Regions from separate parts of the Mus musculus genome. Here region 2 is linked to region 1. A link is a contact called in public capture Hi-C data. All regions are on one chromosome and are shown on one strand. Each heading gives the region's core, a stretch centred on a gene start, on an enhancer-like site or on the middle of the called end of the contact. The rest is flanking DNA. Distances are from core to core; before and after follow the strand shown.

Region 1 (5,788 bases), core at 2,233-4,732:
GAACAGAGAATTAATCAAATATGTATTAATGAACCTGAAGTAGCGCAAATGAATGAATATTCCTTATGATGATTTTATCTTGCCTTTTTCTCAATGTCCAGTCATGAACAGTGAATGATAATGAAATAGGATGTTTGTCTTGTAGTAGCTTTCAGCACAGTAAAGGTTTTACAGTAAAAGAAAAAAGAATAAGAAAAACAAAACAAAATATGGAAACACACAAATAAATAAATAATTTAAAATAAGATTACACCAAAAGAGAGTAAAACTTATTTGCATAGTCTACAGGGGGATAAACATATACCTCACAGGGACTTTGAGAAGAGAGGAGCTGGATTCCAGTTAAGTGCAATGGAAAGGTCCTGAATTACTATTGTGACACTGTATAAAGTACTACTAGGAATGATACTAAGACCGGAAATGGAAATAGGAAGTAGCTTGCATTATTAAGTAGACAATGTTTCCCAACAGGAAGAGGGGGTTCTCTAATATGAAAAATGGGCAAAATTTATTATGCCTGCATCTTTCCTATAAATTACAGAAATCTGAACTAGATTATACATATCCTACTTGAGTCATTTACACTTAGTTATAATCAAATTGTACTCAATGCCTTTTCTGTTTCCTTTGATTTAGAGCCAGGGACTTGGTACTTTAACCCAGGATGTTCATGAAAGAACTCCTTTAGTCTCATGGTGTTAGATTTCAAACATAGATTTCTATGATTCAAATAAGGGTAATTATATATGTGTGTGTGTGTGTGTGTGTGTGTATGTAACAACTACAGAGCTATACACACACACACACGTTGTGTGTGTATATGTATACTAATGTACAACTGTAGAACTACAGATGAAACTGTGCAAAGACTGAAACAAAGAAACACATGCAACGGGAATGTTAGATATTCTTTGCTGAATTTCACATCAAAACATGCCTCAGTGTAGAGGAATGCTAGGGCAGTGAGGTGGGAGTGGGTAGGTGGGTGGGGCAGCATCCTCATAGAAGCAGGTTAAGAGAAAATGGGATGGGGGTTTGCAGAGGGGAACCCAGGAAAGGGGATAACATTTGAAATGTAAACAAATAAAATATCGAATTAAAAAATTGTAAAGCTAATAATTTGTAACAGTCAGGGCTTTAGATAACTACTATTTATAAGCAATTTACAAATTAGAAATTCTTTTTCATTATGAGAAACAAAACCTACCATATATGTGCCACATGGCGTTAACTTGGGAAAGGGTGGAAACACACAGTCCTTCTGTTTACTAAAGCTCTTTGGTTTGATTCTGTGAAACATGAGAACACCAGTTCCATCCAGGCCCATTCTCAGGTTGACCCCTGCAAGAGACAAGCTTATTAGGCTCTATCAGTGATGTCCCTCACATGAAAGACAACATGAAGGATGCCCTGTTCAGTAAGGCAAAGGTGAAGGAAATGGCAGACAACTGTCTTGATTTATTTTTTGAGGAACTAGAAAGCCAGACTAATCAAAACTTTGGAACAGTTTTTCTTTCATACCTAACTTTTAATTATGAAAATTTTCAAATTCGTAGAAATATATAGAAAGTAAAAAAAGAAAAAGGAAAAGAATGTGGTATATATAACCATTACCTAGCTTTAGCTCCATGAATTGTTATTATTGTATGATTACTTTTTAAAACTTTTATCTATCCTTTGAAAACTCCATGCATATATATGTCTCTTGATCATACCCACTCTTCATATTTCCACACCCCCTTGCATCTCCTTCCCAACTCATATTCTCTTTTTATTATCTTATTAACCCACTGAGTTCAGTTAGTAATGTTTATATGGGCATTGGCATAGGCATGAGGCCATCCCACTAACAAAGGTAACTGTCTCTCCCCCAGCAAGCATCACCTGTCTATAGCTCATCAGTTAGGGTTAAGACATAGGACTCTTCTCCACAATCCATGGTGACATTTTTAACAGGCTTAAACTTGTATGAATCGTGTGTATGTAGCCACAGATGCTATGAGTTCAGGCATCTGCAGCTTTATCTCTGTCAAATACGAAGGACATTGCAGACCATTCCTTTCCTGGATGCTCCCTGAGCGTGGCAGAGTAGGGATCTTGAAACTGTTCAACCTATAGTTTGCACTCATGGTCACATATTTTCCCTACTTTGAATAGCAATGTATCTTTATATTAACCACTATATATTGCAATAAATTCCTGTGATCAAAATTGGGAACAGCTCACACTCACTTATGTATATAAATGTAATATTTAGGAGACAATTTAACAGCATGACCGTTAAACACACACCACACACCACACACACACACACACACACACACACACACACACACACACACACCACACACACACTACACCACACACACACACATCACACACACACACACACTACATCACACACCACACACACACACACACACACACACACACACACACAAACACACACACACCACATAATTTCCCTAACCATTGTTTTTGCCCATTGTTACATCACTAGACATGAATTCTCTTCTGTAGAACAGGCCTCAAATCCAGTCAATAGAGCAGTTGATTACCACCACAGTCTTGCCACTCTTGCACAGTGGGTACATCACTAAGACAGCATGCAAGGTCCAGGTCCAGGAATCTTTTTCCCCCCAATAGCTTGCATAGCACCTCCTGGAAATGACAGTTTCCAGCCCAGTTCAAGACTGATTTCTCTGTGATCCCAAATAAAAGTGTCTTGAGCCATGGTTTCTTATCACCTAGTTATGGTGCCCAGTTATTTTAACATCCATACTTCCAACCCGCTTTCTATTTTACCTTATTGCTTTTGGTTATCTAAGAATTTAAAATGTTTTAATGCATAAGCAATGCTAATTATTTACAATGGGTTATATATATTCTTTGTGGGTAATTTTAGCTCAATTTGATAGCAATTGTAGTAAAAATACCTATTTCTTGCTTGTTTTTATTCTGGCAAAACTTAAAAAAAAATTATAAAGCATTCAGGATAGTCCTGAGATGAGAAAGTTGGAGGACTCCCCTATGGTTGAATCCTTCTGAACATCAAGTAGATATCCATTGAGCTTAATTATTCTGTTAATTCCCTCTCATTTAGAACCTGACTTAGAAGATTCTCCTCCAATCAAATCTTTAGCCTCACAGAGTTTATATTCCTGTACAAACAAAACAAACAAACAAACAAACAAAAAACCAGCTTTTCAGGCTTTACCCTTCCTCCAGAAACCTCTTTACTCCCCAAGGAGCAGTTAAAATTTTCGTCTTGCTGTCAGAAACAACCTGGACTGACTGTGCCAGGCTCTGCTTTTGGCACTAAAGACACAGAACTGAGCAAAATTGACTCAAATTAGCATTCTTGTGGGGTGACATGCGAGGAAAAATAAATAATTGAAATATGCAATGGTAAGCAGCATGCTGCATGCTAATAACTACTAAAGAAAAAAAAAAGGCAAATATAGAACTCTTAGGTATATGTGTGCTGGGGACGGATGTGGCTAGAAGTGAGAACTAAAGGCAGGATGAAGGCTAGATGGGCCATCAGAAACATGCTCAGTGTGGAAAGAATTTTGAAATGTTAGCCACATAGATGCTTGGGGGAAATGCATTTCGGGTGGAACTGCCTACTGTTTTAAAGGGAAGTGAGAGGAGTCGGCCTGCTGTTTTAGAGGGAAGTGGGAGGAGTCTGCCTAATGTTTTAGAGGGAAGTAGGAGGAGTCTGCCTGCTGCTTTAGAGGGAAGTGGGAGGAGTCTGCCTGCTGTTTTAGAGGGCAGCTCTACAAGCTTGGTGTCTAGAGTCCTGTGAAGAAGGCAGAGTCTTGCTCTGAGGAGTGTGGGTTGGAAGTAGCTCTCAAGTTGAGAAGGGTTTCATAAGTCATGTTGTGATGAATTGGTTTATTCTAATTAAGTCAGGAACCTCCTTAGGGGGTTAAAAGGACTAATACCGTCAGACTTGTAGTTTAATGAACCCACCTATCTGGCTGAGAAGAAAGGTAGAAACAAAGAGATCCATCACTCTAAATAACTATGATGGTGGCTTAGACCTGCATATTGGTGGGTCAAAAGGAAATCTAAAGATATGCCTGCAGTAGAGACTGAGAGACAGAGAGGCAGCAAGGGTAATGTGGTGGTTAATATTAATTGCAAAGTCAATAGGATTTATAATCACCATGGAAGGCAATCTCTGGGTATGTCTGTGAGGAATTATCTAGATTGTCTTATTTAAAGCTGAAAAACCTAACCTAAATGTTGTTCGTGTATAATTCCATGCGACTGAACAGAAAGGAAAGGCAAACTGGCCACAAGTGTTCATTTCTCTCTGCTTCCTGATTGGGCATGCAATGTCACCAGCTGACTCCTGTTTCTTCTGTCCTCATGTCAGCAAGCAATCAAACTGTGGGGCAGAATTAGCTCTCCCTTTCTTCCTAAAGTTGTTCTCTTCAGGTATTTTGTTAGAATGATACACGTTAATAAATACAGATGATTCCATAGTTTTTCTGTGAGGTCCGTAGAAGTGTCCATGGGGTAGGTAGTTGGGCGTAACACTGGTAGGTAAATCCTACCTGCCCAGTAGACCCTACCTGTCTCTCTCATGTGACCTCATTATATATCTCCTCCATCCATCTGTGTGTCTCCTCCAGTCTCAGTGTGATGCTGTCAGGTGGACGAGATCTCATCAGGAAAGTAACCATGCAGAATTTACCACATGGTATTGTGTAGCTCTTCAGGTTTTCTTTGAAACTGCCTACAGTGTTAACGTTGAAAGAGACCCTAAGGAATTCCTATCTACCTTTCTGCTGATTCACAGGAACACTTAGCTCAAATGAATTAAGTGACTCTTGTAAACAGGAAAGAAGGAGAATAAAGTATGGCTTTTGAAAGAAGGAGTAAGATATGGACAGACACTAGAGGAGCAATTATGTAAGTAAATGATATGCTTTTCAATCTTAAAAAAGAAAACCAATAACAGACTACCAAAGGAGGCTATAAACATATCCTGAGAGATCTGTAAGTGGGACAGAGGCAGCATCTTTGACATGCTGGCAAAACAGACACTTCATCTTCCCCAGCTTTTAACAGCTCTTCAATCCTGACTGTCTAAAATTGTAAATATTAACGAAGAATGCATACTTTTCACTACTGGAACATTAAAAAGAAAAAACAAAAGAATTGGTTTCTAAAAGAAAATGATTCAATACCAATTTTGTTTATAAATTCAGGCTACATAAACCTAATTGACTTTTAAATAAACTAACTTGGAGGAGAAAAAGAAAAGCATTCCTTTGATGTAAATTTTTATCTCATTTGAAGATAATAAGTTTCATTTTGTTTCCATTTGAAAACATTGCCTAATAACAAAACTCTACGAGGAAAATTTTATTTAGTTTGATTTTTCTGCAACTTTTATATTTAATGAACACAAATACGAGTGTAACTAGAGGATAAGAAAGAGCTTTTTCCTCTAACAGCAAATATAAATTAAAATACCTATTTAATTTTTATACGTGTGTGTGTGTGTGTGTGTGTGTGTGAGAGAGAGAGAGAGAGAGAGAGAGAGAGAGAGAGAGAGAGAGAGAGAGAGAGAGAGAGATTGGTGGTGATGTGTAAGTGTGTGGATGAACACGTGTATGGGTTTCATTCTTTACCTTTAATCTTATTTGAAGCAAGAACTGGTGTTCACATGGTGTATACTAGGTCAGCTTGCAGGACAGGCAGCACTCTGGGCACTGCATTCTGCCATGCACCTTGGGACTCCATGCACAGCAGGACTGTGGTTACAAATGCA
Region 2 (5,935 bases), core at 1,463-3,962, 79 kb after region 1:
CCGTATGTCATATATGTTAATCCAAATTATATAGCAAGTCTTACTTTAAGTATTAAATTTACCTCACTTCTTACTGTGATTCTGTGCCATTCAGTACTGCACCTGCAAATTAAGCCATAATTCTTGGATTTTACCAGTTTAGAATTTAAGTTGTGTGTCTCTATGACTGTAGTAGTAAACAAGCAATGCCAATAAAGTAAATAAAAATATTATCTTAATAGACGCTCTTTATGTTACTTCCTTTAAAAATTGAAAAGTGATAATGAATATACTAAGGAGACTGTGAAGTTGTTTTGGTGTTTCACCTCCATAAACTCTATCTAGAAATGTTCCATATAGAACTATAGCAAAAATATGGATGGCCTTGATCCAGTTTCCTCCCGACATTGTTATGCCCAACTATATTACTTTTCTGCATGCCAGACTTTTAGTTTTACTGGTGGATAGCTAAGATAGTAAAAGTACAGTTGGAAGGTCTGTAACATATTCATTACATATTTATCAGATGGGCACATTCATGTTTACAAGCAAAATGCACTATATTTGTTAAAGACTATTATGTTAAATTTTCACTGTCGTGACTAAAGAGTCATACCTCATATGTCAAGTAATTAGTTAAAGATATTTTCTTGAGCTAATAATTATGAATAAGTCCACTGCCAGATAGTCCAGCAGGGCCTAAGACTTGTTGGGATGCCTGATGCGTTGAGTCTCATCCTTCAGGTGCAAACAGTAGAGAAAGGAAACAGACTCCTGCACCATGTACACTAGGCTCGACATTGGCCCTGAGGCATATGCCCATAGAGATGCACACACACACACACACACACACACACACACACACTTACACACACAAAGTGTGTAAATCAATGTAATAAAACATTTAAGTATGCTTTTAAAAATATAAATAAATTTTCTTCTAGTTTTATCATCAAATGATATATTGCTTATATATTAATCAAATATACGCTGTCACAGAGACTCTTATAACAGCTATTTATCTGATGCAAATTTTCTGAGTCTGATTTACTATTAATTCATTTGCCTCCCAATTTTTCTATTCTGTAGAACAATAATCAAAATTGCTGTTTTGATCTCTTCACATTTTTATTTGTAGGTTGGACTTGAAAATTCTAGTCCTCAGAGGGTGGTAGCTGACACAGCTCATTTGAGCAAATGTATTCCTTTATCCTTGATAAAATTGATTCCTTTGCCAAGGCTAACAGGAAAGCAGGAAAGGGGCTTGGTGCGAGAATGGCTTCAGCTGGAGAGGGAGGAGATGGCAAAAGGCACATCAGAGCAAAATCAGCTGCAATTTAAAATGTACATGTGTGAAACTGAGCATGTTTTTAAAAATGTGAATGTAGGAAAGTGTGTTTCTGAATTGTCATCAAACTGCCATTGAATTCCTTAGAGTACTCCCTTTAAAGTACTTTACAGAATTCTCACAACTTAAAGATTTAGAAATTTTCTGAATGAATGGAAAGCTGGATAGCTTTAATTTCAAAATAAAAATAAACTAACCTATTCTAAAATGTTCTTTTCAAGTTCCCATATGTACTTACCCCCCTCACAATATAGAGATATCCAACTTTTATTTTATAGCAGTTAAAGTTTGAGGTAACCCAAAATATTAGTTAAATCTGCTTTTAGTGAGAGAACATGAAGAAAAGTGAGATGGTTAACTTTGAAGAGGACTGTCTGAGATTAATTCTTATAGTGTCTGGATCGTTCTTCGGCAGCTCACTAGATACAGACTTTATTATGTCTTTGGGAGTACAAGTGTGTGCACCTTGCATAGATAATCTAAAACTTAGCTTTTACCCGAGAGGACCCAGCAACAGAGGGGTGCACTGTAGTGTGGACAAGAATAAGAATGCAAATGGAATGCTTGGCCTGGGAAGTCTTTTCTGGTTGACAAAATATGGACTTAGTGATCATATAAAAGCTTACCAGAGTTCAGGTCAAAGTCAGCTTTTCCAACACTAGAGCCAATTTTTTTTTTTCCTACCACACTTTAGTTCTAGGCTGTGATTAGACAGATGTTAAGCCTCCATTTCAGATGCTCACCCCATACAATGATTTGTACACACTGCTTTGCATCGAATCACAGATTTTTCCTCAAAGAAGCAAATTAATGCTAAAACAATCTTGTGCGATGTTGTTCTATCTGTCTGGAACCACAAGTCATAATTAGGGATGTGCATAGAACTTTTCCTCTAAAACAGAAAAGTGGGTAATTAAGTTTACGTTTCTGATGAAAGAAACAACTTTTTCTTTTGAAATTATTCTGTCTGGGCTCTGAATTAAAATGGCTTGAGTTCCCCAGTGTCTAAGTGGCTCAGAAACATCTCTTCCCATAACAGTTGTACATCACTAAGCTGCTTCACATTTGGTGCCAACTTATAAAATAAAGCAGACCATTTTGCATGATCTTCATTATTTAAATGTAAGAGACTATCTTAGCGTATCATGAATAAATTTCATAAGCTATAATTTTTCACATATATAAATTAGAGAAGTAATAGTCGAAAGGACTAATTGTAAATTTGGATTGCCCAGCTTTCAATCCTCAAAGTTAACTGAGTCTTCTCAGTGTCTTTATGTATCAAATGAGACCAGTCATAGCTCCAGCCCCATAGATCTGCTCCTAGGATGTGGTGGGATTGCCACATACACAGGGCTGTGTGACTGGGACCTAGAAAGTGCTCAATCAGTGTGACTCGCCACCTTTTACAGTCTAAGAGGAAAAATAAGTCGTCTGTGAGTCATTGCCACTGCATTCCTCCAAATATTGCTTCCAAATTATCCTTCTACAAAGCATGACTTATTTATGATTTTATATACAGTTAATTAGATATACTTTGATGTATTTACATAAGAAAGAATTTATCTTCACTTTGGAGAAAATTCTCTAACCACAGTTCTATGCTGATGCATCATTATCAGTGTGACTCGTTTCTTCATTTCTAAATATAGAAATGAAGCCATTTGATACATGGTGTTTGACTACAGCAAGGTTGTTGTGCTTAAATACTGATACAACTAAGATTGTAACTGATGAATTATATAACACAAAAAAAGTCACAAAGACATTAAATTGTATTTTGCTTATAACTTCTCTTTAAGCTTTTCAGATTTTTGAACAACATTAAAAGAGAGAGAGAGAGAGAGAGAGAGAGAGAGAGAGAGAGAGAGAGAGAGAGAGAGAGAGAGATGGCCTAAATTAAATTCTGTGCACACTGTCAGAGTTTGGGGAGAGTAAGTACCCAGTAATGGAACTCTTGATAGCCCTGTTGCCAGGCACCTCATATGTCAAACACCTGAGATGGCGAGGCAGGTTTAATGGATAGAATGAGCTATTATTAGCAGCTAGAGACTTCCAAGCCCTTGGCACAACCTTTGTCTTTGCAAGGAAGATGGTGAGAGTTGTACCCTAGCTATTTTTCTGCAGTTAAGTTCTTGTGTGAACCATGCATGCTGCAGTATTTCTATCTAAATTAAAAAAAAAAAAAAATCTGGCTACTCCTACTTTCCATAATGCAAGACTAACAGCAACTTAGCTTTTATGAACTTTGGGAACACATTCTCACACAGTCTATCCACACAATGCGGATGTTATTTGAAGGTCAGTTATTGTTCTTCTTGCCTTCATTTTAATAAAAGCAGCTTAAGGTTATTGTACTAGAAAAACAATTAAGTATTATTTTTCACAATTTTACATGTTTGTATTAGAACTCGCAATTCCCTGAAATAGTTTGAAATGGCATGCATCGGATTACAGAGATTGCTTTCACATTCCATTAATTAGTTCACAAAGAATATCCAGAGAAATTGACTATCTAAGACATTCGAAAGCTGTGGGATTCTATTTTCAGGTAAATCTAGCTGTTCATCTGCTTTCTCCAGAGACAGTGTTCTGATGTTTTGTATTGCTGAATATATTCTCCAATAGATGAGCAGAGCCCTCATATTCCTAGTCTAACCCCAGACAGTGGGGTGGTGGTGTAGCCAGGGCTAAGCTTTCTAGATCTCGTGGGACCCAGATGTTCTTTGATAGCATCACACAGGCTCTATATCCCCACTGGGCACTGGGATTGCTATATGAACTGCTACCTGGCATGATTAACTGTGCATCCTAATCTAGGCTCACACGAATCTTGTGCCCAGGGAATTGGAAACAACAGGAAGCATTTTTACCACGTTAAAAATAGTCTTATTCTCCCAAGCGTCAGGCCTAACTGGTCTTCTATTGGTTAAAAAGCATGAATTAGCTGGTTCTCAGGGATTGAACTGGAGGGCAGGGAGATGGCTCAGTGGGTAAATTGTTCGCTGCACAAACTGGAGAAATTCAAGTTTTGATCCAACAACCCAACATAAAAGTTAGTCGTGGTGTTGTACACCTGTAATTCTGGAATAGAAGGCAGAAACAGAGGCCTCACTAAAGTACCAGTATAACTAGTGAGTGAGCCCTAGATACAGGTATGGTGAGAAACCCAGTCTCAAAAAATAATGTGAATATCAATAACTTATTGACCTTTGATATTCCCAGACACATGCACATGTGCACTCATGTACACTCATACATATCTCACACACACACACACACACACACACAGACACACACACACATACACCTATACATGCATATATGTACACATATATACACATGATAAAGAATTGAACCCCGAGGGATAATGAAGCATTCATCTGGCTAAGTACAATGAGAAAGAACGAGAAAGTATGCACTTGGAAGGAACTTTACTGGTATAGAGTTTACTGCAGCTTGACTACTTTTGTATAAATTGATGGTATGAGTCTTTGTACTTGACTGTCCTTCTATATGTGAATATTACAACTATTGGTACCAGTGGAAAATTGTTATGGCTCAATTTATTAAATTTTTATGTTCAGAAAAGTTAATACCTGCTTCCTTGGTTTCTTGACTTGTACAATGAGAATATATGTCAGAAGAGTATCCTAAGTGTTGAACTGAAAGCTTGGTGCAAATTTGCATCACAACATATAGTATGTACTAAATGTAAACTAAACTTTTTTTATGTGTGGAGAAGATAGCGTTCTAAATCACATGAAAGCAGAATGCCAAACCTCAAAAAATATATCCTACTAACCTACTAACACAAGGTCACATGCTACTTCAGTGAATGTGTGCCTCCTGTTAAAATGATTTCAAAAACATTGTGGAATCTTGTAACTGACATTTGCTATAGACAGATCCTCAGGCTGGTCCTTTTATCTTTTATTATCAAATACACAAAGATCATTGATACTACGCCAGTTTTTTTCAAAGATCTTGATCTACTACTCAAATATGTATCTTCCTGTTTTTTGGGCCCTGGGGACAAGGTCTCACCTTGTAGCCCGGTCTGGTTTGAACATGGTTTTCCCTCACCACTTTCATTTTCCAAATGAAGATTTGCACTAGCACACCTGTTCTTTTCACTTCTGATTTTAAAAATTACAAGATTTTACTAGTACTGTGTGTGTATGTACTGTGGTATAACTTTGTTATTTGAGATTCTCTTACTTTATAATAAAGGTTTATTTCAAACTTCTGCCACTTGCCCCCTACCCCATAAGTTCAATACTATTTCTTTAGATTCTTCTCAGTTTTTCAAGGGTAAAACAGTTATCACAGTAGCCTCTATCCCTGGATAACTTTTCCCAGAAACTCATTTTATTCTCATCTGGGTCTCAGCTCTGACAGTACCCTAATGTACAAATTAACTTTTTTTTTTTGGAGGATTGTTTCAGGAGCTAGAGGGATGCTAGAGAGCTGAGGAAGGAGTGGGTGGGTGGGGGAGCACCCTCTTAGAGGCAAAAGGAAGAAGAAAATGGAATGGGGGATTTCCAGCAGGGAGACAGGGAAGGGGGACACACTTGAAATATAAATAAATAAAATAACCAATAAAAC

The links. Capture Hi-C pulls out chosen DNA fragments and counts their contacts.
Region 2: a contact with region 1 is called in a capture Hi-C map of bone marrow-derived macrophages, with 5 times the contacts expected there. The contact joins two enhancer-like sites. A contact is called at or near these places in 2 of 9 other capture datasets (bone marrow-derived macrophages and liver).

The regions. Positions count from the first base shown.
Region 1 is chr5:19,888,214-19,894,001 of GRCm38.p6, forward strand. All of the region lies in intron 2 of Magi2 (membrane associated guanylate kinase, WW and PDZ domain containing 2), which reads left to right. Among named protein-coding and RNA genes, the nearest start is that of Gm52765, 120 kb to the left of the region's middle. Within about 2 kb of position 3,483, at least 28 of the 459 cell types and tissues checked have an H3K27ac peak or open chromatin away from gene starts, as enhancers often do. A contact at or near this core is called in bone marrow-derived macrophages, where this site is marked.
Region 2 is chr5:19,967,574-19,973,508 of GRCm38.p6, forward strand. The region is part of intron 2 of Magi2 (membrane associated guanylate kinase, WW and PDZ domain containing 2); the gene reads left to right. Among named protein-coding and RNA genes, the nearest start is that of Gm23570, 120 kb to the right of the region's middle. Within about 2 kb of position 2,713, at least 13 of the 459 cell types and tissues checked have an H3K27ac peak or open chromatin away from gene starts, as enhancers often do. A contact at or near this core is called in bone marrow-derived macrophages, where this site is marked.